Linked DNA regions of Mus musculus: region 2 is linked to region 1. A link is a contact called in public Hi-C data. All regions are on one chromosome and are shown on one strand. Each heading gives the region's core, a stretch centred on a gene start, on an enhancer-like site or on the middle of the called end of the contact. The rest is flanking DNA. Distances are from core to core; before and after follow the strand shown. Region 1 holds the start of Nanos1 (nanos C2HC-type zinc finger 1). Region 2 overlaps Sfxn4 (sideroflexin 4).

The links. A called contact is a pair of places that touch in the nucleus more often than the background predicts.
Region 2: a contact with region 1 is called in a Hi-C map of neural stem cells, with 2.9 times the contacts expected there. The contact joins the enhancer-like site here to the promoter of Nanos1 in region 1. A contact is called at or near these places in 7 of 39 promoter capture datasets (the 3T3-L1 cell line, 3T3-L1-derived adipocytes, the C10 cell line and 4 more), 44 of 484 Hi-C or Micro-C datasets (the AML12 cell line, the C10 cell line, the C2C12 cell line and 29 more), 5 of 115 datasets of contacts at active chromatin or transcription factors (the SCID.adh cell line, cardiomyocytes and embryonic stem cells) and 4 of 9 other capture datasets (adipose tissue, embryonic stem cells, liver and 1 more).

Annotation. Positions count from the first base shown.
Region 1 is chr19:60,751,625-60,758,688 of GRCm38.p6, forward strand. It overlaps Nanos1 (nanos C2HC-type zinc finger 1), which reads left to right and starts at 4,363. Exons shown (of 1, transcript NM_178421.3): 1 at 4,363-7,064. The coding sequence starts at 4,642. The coding sequence ends at 5,445.
Region 2 is chr19:60,833,564-60,840,627 of GRCm38.p6, forward strand. Sfxn4 (sideroflexin 4) reads right to left here. Exons shown (of 14, transcript NM_053198.4): 14 at 3,714-5,487. The coding sequence ends at 5,410. Dennd10 (DENN domain containing 10) reads left to right here. Exons shown (of 9, transcript NM_026437.4): 9 at 1,263-2,672. The coding sequence ends at 1,439. Among named protein-coding and RNA genes, the nearest start is that of Sfxn4, 24 kb to the right of the region's middle. Within about 2 kb of position 4,423, at least 16 of the 459 cell types and tissues checked have an H3K27ac peak or open chromatin away from gene starts, as enhancers often do. A contact at or near this core is called in neural stem cells, where this site is marked.

The DNA of each region.
Region 1 (7,064 bases), core at 3,113-5,612:
CCAACAAACAATATCTCTAGCTTCTTAAAGCCTGGACAAACTGCCCCATCACCCAGGAAGATATCTGTTATCTGCTCTGCCCTAGAGAGAACCGGAGAATTCATGGTCAGGCTGAGGCCTTTGTTCAGAGACAAAAAGTAAATGTTAATTTAGCCCAGATGTGGAGCAGTCACCCACTCTGGGATTTTCAAAGTCACTAACGGCAAAATCTCCCTTTGTGTAGAAGCCATGTGTGCACCTAGGGACATTTAAAAGGCATTTGTGGAGCCAGCCATAATGGCGCACGCCTTTAATCCCAGCACTTGGGAGGCAGAGGCAGGTGGATTTCTGAGTTCGAGGCCAGCCTGGTCTACAGAGTGAGTTCCAGGACAGCCAGGGCTACACAGGGTTTTGTCTCGACAAACAAACAACTCCCCCCCCCCAAAGAAAGGCCTTTGTGAGGCTTGATAGACGCCCAGTGTAGGGGAATCGAGGGTAGGGAGGTGGAAGTGGGTGGATGGAGGAACACTCTCATAGAAGCAGGGGATTTCCCGGAAGTGGGGGGCGGGAAAAGGGATTAGAAATGTAAATAAAGAAAATATCCAAGAAAAAAGAAAAAAAAGTTAGATAGATAGATAGATAGATAGATAGATAGATAGATAGATAGATAGATAGATAGATAGATAAAAGGCCTTCATGATCTTTTTCTTTCTGGGCCAAACGCCTATGTAACACTTGAGAATGAGTAAGGGTGGCAGTGAGAAGCAGTTGTGTCCCAGGATACTCACACTCCTACATCCACCCAGGACCTCTCTGTACCATCACCCATGCCCTGAGGCTGTAGGAACTAGACAAGGCATTTGATCTTACTCACATAAACATTTTAGACTTGGGCTGTCAAGATGCTCAGCAAGTAAAAGTACTTTCCTTGCAAGCCTCACACAGTCTAAGATCAATCCCTGGAACCCACTCAAAGGTAGATGATGCTACTCCTGAAAATTGTCCTCTGACCTCCACACTTGTGCTTCAATGCCTCTCTCTCTCTCTGTCCCTCTCACACATACACACACACACACGGGGGGGGGGGGAGCACACAAAAACACAATAATAGGTTTTTTTTAAGCTTTTTTCTCACTCAACCCAAGGACTAAGAAACATATGGAGAAGCACAAAAGTCCTGTTTCTTGTTTCCTCCAGCCTGTCTTAGAGGAAGCAAACATAGTAACCAGAAGGTTTAAACTTTGCTTGTTGAAGTTTTTCTCAGAATAGAATTCTCCTTCTTCAGAACTTGAAAACTTTGCATTCACTGAAGGTATGCAGGCTGCATAGACAGATGTACAGAGTGGAATTTTCCATTTATAGAATAATAATCTTCATATCACTCTGGGGGCCACCATGCTTGTGGTAAGAACTCAAGTTCAGTGTCAGCAAAACTGCCAGGCTTCTGTGGGAGACTTGTTTATTTTTGGTGCTGGTGGCAGGGTGGTGGGGGTGGGCATAAAGGGTGATTTTGAACTTGAGTTCAACACAAACTTTAAAAAAGGAACTACACTGTCAAGTGCAGAGTATCCCTGCCTGGCTTCAGGTCTCTACCAAACAGTGGAAACTAGGACATGAGAAAGAACATGAAATGTATCTTCAAGCCCTAACTTGACAGTTGATCAGAATAGAAGCCCTTTTCTGGCTTCAGGTTCTGTCCCTGTCACCAGTGGGCTCTGTACAGCTCCCTGCAGGCAGGAGCTCATGTAGAATCTCTTGTGCAATGTATGGAAGCATCATTGTCAATTTTTTTTTTTAAGATTTATTTATTATATGTAAGTACACTGTAGCTGTCTTCAGACACTCCAGAAGAGGGCGTCAGATCTTGTTACAGATGGTTGTGAGCCACCATGTGGTTGCTGGGATTTGAACTTCAGACCTCTGGAAGAGCAGTCGGGTGCTCTTACCCACTGAGCCATCTCACCAGCCCCCATTGTCAATTTAAAAAAGCCTATGGCCAATCAGCTGAGTCAGGAAGTAGGAGATTGGGGGAGGGGGGAGGGGGGAGGGAGGGAGGGAGGGAGGGAGGGAGGGAGGGAGGGAGAAAGAGAGAGAGAGAGAGAGAGAGAGAGAGAGAGAGAGAGAGAGAGAGAGAGAGAGAGAGAGAGAGAGAGAGAAAGGAAAGAAAGAAAAGAGTTGAGTTCTGGGAAAGATTTAGGCACGGGAGATTTGCCCCAAACTTGGAGGACACAGATGCATGAAACTGAGAAATAAGCAGCCACGTGACATTCACAGAATAAAATAAATGAGGAGATCCGCCCCAGAACACTGAAGGAGACAGTTGCGTGAGACTGAGGAGTTAGACTACAATGAACAGGTTATGAGCTAGTCGAGAAACAAGCCAAAATTATTGGTGTAGGCATTTACTCTTATATAAGAAGTCACAGAGTCATTGTATTTCAGGGAACAAAGAGGCTGGGTGGAAAAATCACAAGGCTATAGGCTCAAGCAAAGCCGCACAATTCCAACTTACTTCTTTCCAGCTACGCACCGATGTAAATACAAACTTAGCCTAAAAAAACCTTCTGTGCTGTGGTGTTCAGGGTGGTCGCCTGCCTTGAGTCCTGATTCTAACCGTGACATAGTCACTGTTTGACCTTCAAGAACTCCATCTCTTCTTGTGGGGGGAGGGGTGTCCTCATTTTCTTCACCTGTAAAGACTAAATTAGATGATCCCAAAGATCCCTCTTACAAGTGATCTGTTTCACCCGCACATTCATTCTAACCCTAACCCAAACCAGAACCAAATTCTGAGCATCCTTTGTATAACCCAACAGACACACTGTGGCATTGGTTTGCCTTACTGGCCTTCATTGGACTTTGCTGGCGGATGCCGGTCTTCACTGACAATGCTCTGACATTGGCGTGATTTCTTTGCTGATCTTCACTTTTCGTGACTTCATAGAGAGTAACTTGCAAAAACAAAAAAAAAAAAACCCTCATATTTTGGCGGCTTCCTGCCACTTCCATGGACCCACGCCCATTGTTGGAGCCTCATGGTTTCTTCTGGATTGGTCTGCAGCTACTGATTCATGTTTGGTGACACTATTGAACTGGACTGCTGATATCCTGACAACAAAGGTCGGAATAACTACTTCTAAACAGGTCCATGACCCCCTTGTCCTATTAACCGTTCTTCCTCCCCTACCTTTGGTAGGCTATAAGGTAGCCTGATGTGTTGAAGAACCTTTATTGAAGTAGGTTTGTAAAAAAAAAAAAAAAAAAAAAAATCTAAGCCAAAACATGTGAATGTGACCTACCACCCAAAGAAAACTCACAGCATCAGAGGAGAGGTCTTACCACCTTGCTTCCATTGACACTGTACGGTACAGAGTGGGAAAGCTAGATCAGCCCTCTCCTCTGCAGAGCATTTTCTGACCCTCATCCTAGGTCACATTCCAGAAGAGTCCTCGGTGTCTTTTCCTAGTTTCAAATTATTTTTTGAGGTTGTTGGTGTTTATCACTTTAAGTTGCTTCTTTTCCAGGGAAGAGCAAGACTACTTCTTTCCCTCCTAGTAAGTCCTTTATTTTCCAGGGTTTTACCAAAAAGAGAAAATGTTATCTGTTTCAAAGCATTGAATATGCTGTTTTTCAAGTTCCACAGACCCTAGATTTCCATATAAGCACCCTGAAGAGGAGCTTCACACAAACTGGTCCGTAGTAAGAATTTCTAGCCCAGTTGTAGCCTCCACCTAACCTAAGTAAGTGAACAGCCTACGGCCCCAATTTCTGAACACCTGTTGGACCTGTTTTGATCCTCCACTACTCACTACCATATAAACTATATAAATCGTGAGCTTCCTCCCTGAGCCTCAAAGTTTGTGGGAGGACTTCACCCTGTGGAAAGTGCTCCAGAGCGCTGTGCCAACTGAAGTCACTGGGTCTTTAGCTGGGCTCTGATGGGAGCTAGCGCCTAGCCTTGCCTCCCCCAGCTTTTCTTGCTGATGATGATAAAAAGGAAAGTGGTAGCTTCAAACCATAAACCCGGTCCAGCCAAACCTGCAAGTGGATGCAAGTGCATCCCAGTTGCTTCATTGCGATCTGTGCCATTGGCATCCTCAATACCCCGCAGTGAAAAAAACAAAAACAAAAACCCAAGCTGGGTTACCGGCTGAGGTCTCCACGCTCGTGCAAAAGCAAGCCCCAGCCACCGCCTCATTCAGTCGCTTTCTGCACAGCCATTCCCTCCCAGCAAGCGCCGCCCGCCCCTTCCCCGATCGCCACCAATCAGCGTCCCGACCGGCGCCCGCGGAGTCAGGTCCGCAGCCATTGAGCGCCAGGGCCCGAGGCGGCGCCTCACCCGCCCCCTCGCAGGATGCCAGGCGCCCCGCAGCTGGTGAGGTGGGCGCAGCGCACGGGGCGCAGGAAACGCGCGGGGCTGGAGAAGAGCGCGCGCCCGCCTCCGCTCCGCCTCCGTCCGGGGGCGCGGGCGCAGTGGCCCGGGCGGAGGATCGCAGGGGGCAGGGCCGAGACAGCGAGGAGGGGCACAGGAGAAAGCGGGAGCGATAAAAGGAAGCAAGGCTGCCCTACCCCACGGCAGGCCGGCGGGCAAGCTCCTGCGTCCCTTCCGTCTGGCCCTTGCCGGCGGCGGCGGCGGGGAGGCGCGCGGCCCGCTGCCGGCCCATGGAGGCTTTCCCTTGGGCGCCACGCTCGCCCCGCCGCGCCCGCGCCCCCGCGCCTATGGCGCTCGTGCCCAGCGCCCGCTACGTGAGCGCCTCGGGCCCGGTGCACCCGCAGCCCTTCAGCTCCTGGAACGACTACCTGGGGCTTGCCACGCTCATCACCAGGGCTAGCGACCGCGGCTCCCCGCATGAGGGGCCCGGGCCCACGGCGGCGGGGCCCACGATGGGGCCGCCCGAGGACGATGAAGACGATGACGGCGAAGAGCCGGAGGCCGGGGGCCGCTACCTGGGCGGTGCGTTGGAACTGCGCGCACTAGAGCTGTGTGCCGGCCCCGCTGAGCCCGGGTTGCTGGAGGAGCGCTTCGCTGAGCTGAACCCGTTTGCAGGGCGCGCCGCCGCGGTTCTGCTGGGCTGCGCGCCCACCGCCTCCACCACCGCCGCCGCCGCATCCACGGCCGAAGTGACGCCGCGCGAAGAGCCAAGCCCTGCGTGGGCTGCCGAGCCTCGTCTGCACGCGGCTTCCGGGGCGACCGCCGCACGTCTGCTGAAACCGGAGCTTCAGGTGTGTGTGTTTTGCCGGAACAACAAGGAGGCGGTGGCGCTCTACACCACACACATCCTCAAGGGCCCGGACGGCCGGGTGCTGTGCCCGGTCTTGCGCCGCTACACGTGCCCCCTGTGCGGCGCCAGCGGCGACAACGCACATACCATCAAGTATTGCCCGCTCTCCAAAGTGCCACCGCCCACCGTCCGCCCGCCGCCGCGCAGCAACAGGGACAGCCTGCCCAGCAAGAAGCTGCGCTAGGAGCGGGCTGCATCAAGCTGTGTACACCTGAAACCTGCGCTCCTCTCCCTTGCCTCAATTTGGGAAGTCGTCTTGATTTTACGGAAGCCGCAGGAGCGCAGCACTTTCTTGTGGAGTGGTCGGTCTCTGACGTTGAAATCTTGAATTTTGTCCCTAGTTTCTAAAACGCGCATCCAGAACGGTGAGGGCTGAGCGGGTGTACCACCGGTTGAGTTGCGGTGAATGAGGCGCTGTTTACTGTATACGTCGGCCTAGTTTAGGTGCGCAACCGTATGAAATTGTCTCTCATCTTGGATGTTTCGTTTTATGAATGGAGGCACTTTATAACGTCTAAAGTATTTTTAATAGCCTCTGAACTGAGTGTAAAACTAACAATTGTATGGAATGTCGGCAAAATGACTTTTATTGTTTGATGCAATTAATTTATTTTAGTTTGTCATTCTAATTGCAGGTAAAGCAACTTAGTGCACTTCCCAGTATTGAGAGGGTGTTCTTCCTCGTGGCTTGTTTCTGTCCTAGATGGGAGGCTTAAAGGCACAATCTGTAGCAGGTAGAATACAGTTCCTTATCCTTTTATGCATCAGATATTCTGAATTAGCAAGTAGTCTTTCCAATCCTTAAAATTAACTGTGCCAAGGCTTAATCATATCGTGTACATATTTGGAAACGGTGCTGTTTGAGAGACGTGTATTTATACAGTGACAGTATTATGAATCCATTAATCTCCCCAGTAACTCCTGCTTAGCATTTTCTCTATGCACTACCCCGATGGTCCAATTCTTTGTGTCTGATGCTAAGACATTTCCTCCTCAGAAAGGAGGAAACCTATTTAGAGCAGTGTTAACCCACCTTGATTGCTCAAGTTCAGGGTTCCTAAATAGAAAATGGGGAACTATAATGCAATAACTCGAGTTCCAAAAGGTTCTACTCTGGGCTGTTTGCCTTTCAATTTACAGAGGGTGTGCCAGAATAAACCACTTCAAGTCTGTCTCATTAACTCCCTCTTGGTGGTTCCACTATTACTGAGACCCTTGTCTGCTTCCAGAACCCCAAAAGATCTTCATGCAAAGTTCCTCTTTCCAGTACTCCTGTAAATCTATCATAGTGAGTGCTGGAATATGGCACAAAACTACCTACCATCTAGACAGAAGAGGCAAAGGTAAAGGTGAATTAAGATAAATTCAGCCATGCATCAACACCACTATCTGCTAATACCAGCCAAGAGTTTAAGTATATAATGTTTGCAATAGTCAGATTTAGCTAGGAATACTGGGAGTTAGGCTAGACTGCCTTTCGTATTAAGTAGCAACTTTACAGCAAACTTACTTTCTGTATAAAAAGAGGCTGGTGTGAAAATACAGCTGTTAGCCCTATTGGTAAAAGGGAGGACTTTCTTCACAAGGAAGAAAACTATCCCTGTTAGTTATAGCCCCACATTCACTGGGCCTAGGCCTGAATGTAATAAAACGTTGTTATTTTGCTAGAAAATATACTACTTGTTTTGAGGTGAAGTTTTTCAAGTCAACATAAATTCACATCCTCTAGCTAATCTGCCTTTTCAAAAAGGTATTCTCAATGTCAAAAGCAAAATCAAGTCAGATTGCTGTAATCCCATCAGA
Region 2 (7,064 bases), core at 3,173-5,672, 82 kb after region 1:
CCAGAGGATAGAAAGGAGAGCTGTGAAATGCTGTCATGGCTGTCATACTCATGAACTTGAAACAGCCGTGATTATACATACAAGTCAATCGCAAAGTGGCAGGTATATGATATGACTGTATGTAAAAAGTACCAGAGTAGGTAAATTAAGAGGAAGAAGTAGGATGCAGGTCAACAGGGTTCTGCAAGAAGAAAGGAGTGGACAGTTTCTGGGTGCTCAGTGCCTGTTGTCATGATGAAAACCTAGAAATAGCATGACATAGCAGCTGAACTTTTTCTTTTTAATTATTGTATGTGTGCATATATTATGTTTATGTATGTGTGCATGTGAGTACCTGTCACTGCATGCATAGAAGTGAGCAACTTTCAGGAATTTAATTCTCTCCTTCCACCATGTGGGTCTTGGATCCAACTCAAAATTGTCAGGCTTGGTACCTAGCTTTTTTACCTGGGCTTTTGGTTCCTTTTATTTCTTCTTCAAAACATTGTTTCTCTGTATAGTTCTGGCTATCCTCAAACTCAGGGACCTGCCTGTCACTTGTCTTCTGAGTGCTGGAATTAAAAGTCACCATGCTTAGCTTTTTTGAAACAGGTTCACTCTGTACCCCTGGTGGCCTGGAACTCACTGTACAGACCAGATTGACCTTGAACACATCTACCTGCCTCTACCTCCCATGGGATCAAAGTCATGTGCCACCATGCCTGGCCTCCACAATGATTACTCATAGTATCAATGCATATGCTTTAAAATGACTAAAATGATTGTAAACAGATCTGTGACACTGATTTCCTAAGTTATTTTGATTTAAGAATTTATGCGCCGGGTGTGGTGGCGCATGCCTTTAATCCCAGCACTCGGGAGGCAGAGGCAGGTGGATCTCTGAGTTTGAGGCCAGCCTGGTCTACAAAGTGAGTTCCAGGACAGCCAGGGCTATACAAAGAAACCCTGTCTCGAAAAACCAAAAAAAAAAAAAAAAAGAATTTATGAGAGATGGACATAGTGGTGAATGACTTTAACCCCGAATCTTGGGAGGTAGAGGCAGGCAGATGTCTTGAGTTTAAGGCCAGCCTGGTCTACAAAGTGAGTTCCAGGACAGCCAGAGAAACCCCGTCTTAGGAAAAAGGAAAACAAACAAAAAACCCCAAACAAACAAACAAACAAACAAAAAAACCCATGAAGTTAGTCTAATAGGAGAACCCTAGGAAATAACTATTCATATTCTTAGATACTAACATACTGTGTATTTACCTGTTCTATTAAAGGACATTGCCCTAAAAACAAAAGAAATCTTCACTCACCTGGCACCATTCTCAGAAGTGTCTGATGATGGGGGAAAAGTCATCCTCAATGTTGAGGCACTGAAGCAGCAGCGATTTCCACCCGCAACAGAAAACTTCCTGTATCATCTAGCAGCAGCTGAACAAATGCTGAAGGTCTGACTGTTCTCAACATCTTGCTGCGACCCCTACAGAACTTCCCTTTTATTCCTAGTACCCATTGACATTATACACTATTGGAATTATAGGAATGTTCTATTTTTAATGACTTATTTCCAAATAGTGAGATCTTAGGTGAGAGCACATAAAAACAATTGTGATTTTTCTCCCTGCCAATTTGATCCAGTGCTGGACAGTGTTTTAATTTTAATTACTGTCCTAATGGTAGGAGCCACACAGATCGCACATGCTAGCCTTCATTGTTCATTCCTATTTAGTCTTACTGTAGCCATAAACTTAATGGTTTATTTTCAGAAAGCTGCCTCAAAGTTTGCTTTTTATTCTTCTAGAAAAAAACTTGAATTCCTCATGAGAGAGTATACTTTTTGAGCCTAACTGCTATGTTTTCTGCAGAATTGTCTAGAAGGTCATTCAAGAGATACTACAGTTGCACTTTCTTGTGGAAAAAAAAAATGTTTTGGGCCTTTGAAACTTTTGCCTATATTATGTGGGTTATTCATAGACTTTTATACTTGAGTAGACAAATCCAACAACCCTTATACTGCCCTAGATATAAGCATTTAATAAACATCCACCATTAGAACTCTTGGACTAATTGCTGCTAGCAGTGTCTTTGGAAAAGAGGCCAGTCCCCAACAAGGAAACCCCTTTTAAATGTAAACATGTATAAGAAAAAAATACCTTTACTGTTTTTATTTGCAGTGTTGGAGCTAGAACCTGGGGCCTTGCATATGCAAGGCATTGCTTTCCCACTAAACTAAACCCCCAGCCCATAATGCTTTCATATATTGGTAAAGGAACATGAGAATCAAATTGCCAAGGCCAAAACTAGACAGTGTCTTCCAGTGACTGCAGTAAAGGAATTTGGCCACATCATCAGGACACTGTTATTAGCCTCTCTTAATTTGAGATCTTAAAATTACCAAATAAGCACAAATGTCTCAATTATGCATTCCTTATGTCTACTCACATTAACTATGAAAGGCCACCTTTCTTCAGTATAGTTGCAGAGCATTCAAACCTTACCAGGAAACATATTTGCAAAAATGTTATCTAAGTTGGGTATTTTTTTTTTAAATCTTATTGTTAGACATTTAAGTAAAAATAAAAAAATAGCCTTTCCCTCTTGTCCTTGGGTAAAAACAGGGAGGACTTGACATACTTTGTTTACTGGAGCTAACAACTAATGATTAAATTTGCACTTTATAAAAAGAACTACTTGATGTCTTTTCATTTTCTCCCTTATCTCGAAGTATTGTTAACATTACAAACTTATGATCAATAGAAACATTTTGATAAAGCTTTAAGTAGTAAGTAGTAAGGCAGTCTTCCACGTGGAGACTTTGCTCATCTTATGGTTTCTTGATTTATGTGTATGAGTATTTTGCCTCCATGTATGTACATGCATCACTGTATATCTAGTGCTCATGGCAGTCAGAAGGCACTAGCTTTCTTGGGGCTGGAGTTACAGATGGTTATGAACCAATATGTGGGTGCCAGGAACTAAACCCGAGTTCTCTGCAAGAATAAGTGTTCTTAACTCCTGAGTCATCTCTTTATCTCCTACCTTTTATTTTTTTATTTTCATTATTATTTTTATTTTTTTATGTATGTGAGTACTGTCTTTAGACACACCAGAATAGGGCATCAAATCCCATTACAGATGGTTGTGAGCCATCATGTGGTCATGAACTCAGGACCTCTGGAAAAGCAGACAGTGTTCTAACCATCTCTCCAGCCCCTACCTTTTATTTTTATTTTTTTCACCTTTTATTTTTTGAGACAGGATCTCACTATGTAGTTCTGTCTGGTCTGGAACTTGCTACATAGACCAAGCTGGCCTCAAACTCTTAGAAATCTGCCCATTTCCTGGGTGCTGGGATTGTAGATATGGCCACCATACATTCCTTATTCTCCTGATCTTGTCCACACACACATTTTCTAAAACTTATTTGTATATATGTGTGCCTTTGTATATGCCACATGTTTGGGTACTGCATCCTCCTGGAGCTGGAGACACAGGAGTTGACATCTGGCTACATGGGTGCTGGGAAATGAGTCCACAACCTCTGCAAGAGCAGCAAGCACACTCAAACGCTGAGCCATTTTTCTAGCCCATGATTCTCTACCTTTAATTCTGTGTAGTGTCCACCTATGGCTGCACTGAGCTACTTGGTAGGTCATTGTTTCTAATTTTGACTCTTTGGACTGCTGTGATACTTTTTTAAAACCAAATTTTGAAGCAACTGTCCTGTAGACACCTTTGGTGAGTTTAATGTGAAAATATCACAATAACCAAACAATATGCATCTTCTCTAAAGACAGTCTGCTACGAAATAGGACCAGGCAACAGGTCTTGAGGTAGTGTGGCCGGGAGCAGGTCTGATAAGAGAAATGGGGTGCTATGGAAACCAGTGGAAGGGGTACCTCACTCAATACTGTGAGCTCTCTAGGCCTCCAGAGAAGAAACGGTTGCAGTAAAAAAACAGAAAAGCCCACAAACTAATGTGAGGAACCAGATGTTAGGTTCTGTGGGACATAGAAGGGGATGACAAGAGATGAATAAGATAGAGGTTTTCTAAGGGTGTTAAGAATCAGAACTTTGGGGCTGGTGAGATGGCTCAGTGGGTAAGAGCACCCAACTGCTCTTCCAAAGGTCTGGAGTTCAAATCCCAGCAACCACATGGTGGCTCACAACCATCTGACTCCCTCTTCTGGAGTGTCTAAAGACAGCTACAGTGTACTTACATATAATAAATAAATAAATCTGAAAAAAAAAAGAAGCAGAACTTTGTCTCCAGACAGAAGCAGGAGGTTTCAGAGAGCAGCCAGAGCAAGGCAAAAAGCCACAAGACAATGCCAGCAGGGGGTGCTATTGCACTGAGCTGAAGCAGCACCTGAAGCCTTGGGTTCTTAACACATGAAATTATGCCTGTCTGGGATAAGAGGTTGAGTGACATAGCTGGGTAAATGATGTCACCATTACCCAAGGTTACTAGGGAGCTGAGATAAGGCATGGTTGACTCAACCATGAGTCCCGTGGGGGCATCCAAAGAGCCAAGTACACTGTAGCAACTGGTTGGGGTATGAGGGCCTGGCAGAATGGTAGTCCAGCCTTGGATGGGGCTTAGGTGAGAGCCATCTCAGCAGAATGTAGGCTGTGACCAACACAGAAAAACCCTGTCTTGAAGAAGGGACTGGGGAAGAAGGAGGAAGAATCGGAAGGAAGGAAGGAAGGAAGGAAGGAAGGAAGGAAGGAAGGAAGGAAGGAAGGAAGGAAGGAAGGAAGGAAGGAAGAAGAAATTTTGGCTAGGAAGTATGGTTTGTTTGTTTGTTTGTTTGTTTGTTAAGGCAGTTTCAATGCTCCTGGGAGTAGTCTATAGAGAGAAGTAAGCCAGAGATGCCCCAGTGACTACAGAGCAAGGCCCAGAGGAAGGGAGATGGGGATCCCTAAGAGAGTTGACTATATATAGACCTGGACTGGTATTGAGCAGGAAGCTGTTGTTGGCTAGGGGCCTCAGTTATTCTAGAAATAGAAGTATCAGGGTCCTTTCAACAGAAACCAGGGAAGTAGACAGAATGCTTGCAGTGTGGGATCAGATAAAATAAGTAGGGAAACAGGACTACTTAGGGACTAGAAGCCTTAATGAGCTCACCAGAGTTTTGTATCTATCTGGAGGCTATCAGTGTAGTGTTTGTACCCCAGATAAGGTATACCTTTTGATGATTTCTTTCAAGTATTCAACTCCAGACAGGTTTATTCACAGGGTCACATTATCCTTCCCCGGGCTGACTCTTACTTCATCTCAGCAGTCCCCTGGGTGCTGCTCTTCTTTTGGTTAGACTCAGGCACTGAAGCCAGCTTGCTGCACAAGTGTTGCTGGGAACCCTGAGGACCATGGCAGTGCTCTTTAAGGGGCCAAAGATTTCCAAACAGGAGATAAACTTGTTCCTATACCCCTCTGTAATAGAAGAGTTCCTTTTCTTCTGTAGAAGATTGAATCTTCTCTTCAAGCTGACTGCACTGGATCTGAAAGACAAGGTCACATTCTTCAAAATTCATGCTTAAATGCCTCAAGCCAAGTTTTAAAAAACTCTGAAAGCACCCATTTTTTTACACCTTTTCCAATGATATCTAATTGATTACAAGAAGTACCATTTCTTAGAACTTTTAAATTGAAATTTTCAAATACAAAGAGACTATAATAAGCTCTTGTATAATCATCACTCAGCAATAGCTATGAAGAATCTGCTGATCTGATTTTCTGGAGCAATTTCCACATCTGTAAGTGTAGTGGGGTTTCCCCCTTTTTGGTTTTTGGGACAGGATCTTGAACTTAGTCTATTCCTGCATCAACCTCTAAAATACTGTCAATACAAGAATACACCTGGTTCCTTGAGCATTTCACCTACAAATTCTCCACTACAGATACTACAGATGGTCAAGTCTGGTACCATGTACACAGGAAGGAATGTTATCACATCCCAGCAAATGTTAGCAGTGGACTCCTCTAACAGCCAGTGTCTATTTCCAGTCTTGCAAGGTTGGATGTACTAATTAACTGATGGCAAGCAGAGGACCTCTGAAGGAATAGGCTCCCTTTTCCTTGACGTTCTAGAAATGTACTACAGGGATATCTGAGGAGATGCTGGACCCCTTGCAGCCCTATATATACCATTAGCACAAGACTGCCATTGAATCATCACTACCCACCTAGAGTCAACAAGCACCTACTTCAAGGTCTGGTGAATCTTTGAGGCAATGCAGAGACAAACCCTACTTCCTGCCCCTGCTTTGCCCTCTGAGATTCATATGTCTGGCAAGGCTCCTGTATGACCCCTTCAAGCCTACTGCCTGCTTCCTCAGCCTGGTGATGCAGTGCTAACTTTGGTCTCTACATCCTGCCAGATGATCCTGTGGGGTCATGCTGTCCATTCCTCCTACCTGTTCTTCCACTGGGAACTAGTTCTTTTAATTCCATTTCTGCCTGTGCAATCCCAGCCATTTCCAGAGGCTTCCTTCTCCAGAAAGCCTTTCTTGGTTCTAGCCCCTCTGTCGTTTATTATCTGTCACGAGACAGTAATTTCCATATGTTATATTACCTTTCCTGCAAGAGCATATACAGATTCTATCATTGATCTTACGGTCTGTCTTCTTCCACATCTCAGCCGCCTTTTTGTTATTAAATTTGTGTTCATTTATTTTATTTGTGTGTGTATATATCTGTGTACAAACTTGTGGGTGTATATGCCATGGTACAAGTAGAGAGGATAACCTTCAGGACTGTGAGCTGAGTTTTATTTTATTTATTTATTTATTTATTTATTTATTTATTTATTTATTTATTTATTTATTTATTTATAGAGATGTATCTATTTATTATATGTAAGTACACTGTAGCTGTCTTCAGACACACCAGACGAGGGGGGTCAGATCTCATTACGGGTAGCTGTGAGCCACCATGTGGTTGCTAGGATTTGAACTCAGGACCTTCAGAAGAGCAGTCAGTGCTCTTAACCGCTGAGCCATCTCTCTAGCCCGTGAGCTGAGTTTTAAACAGGCACAAAACACAACTCTAAAGCAGTAATTCTTGGCACAGACACTGT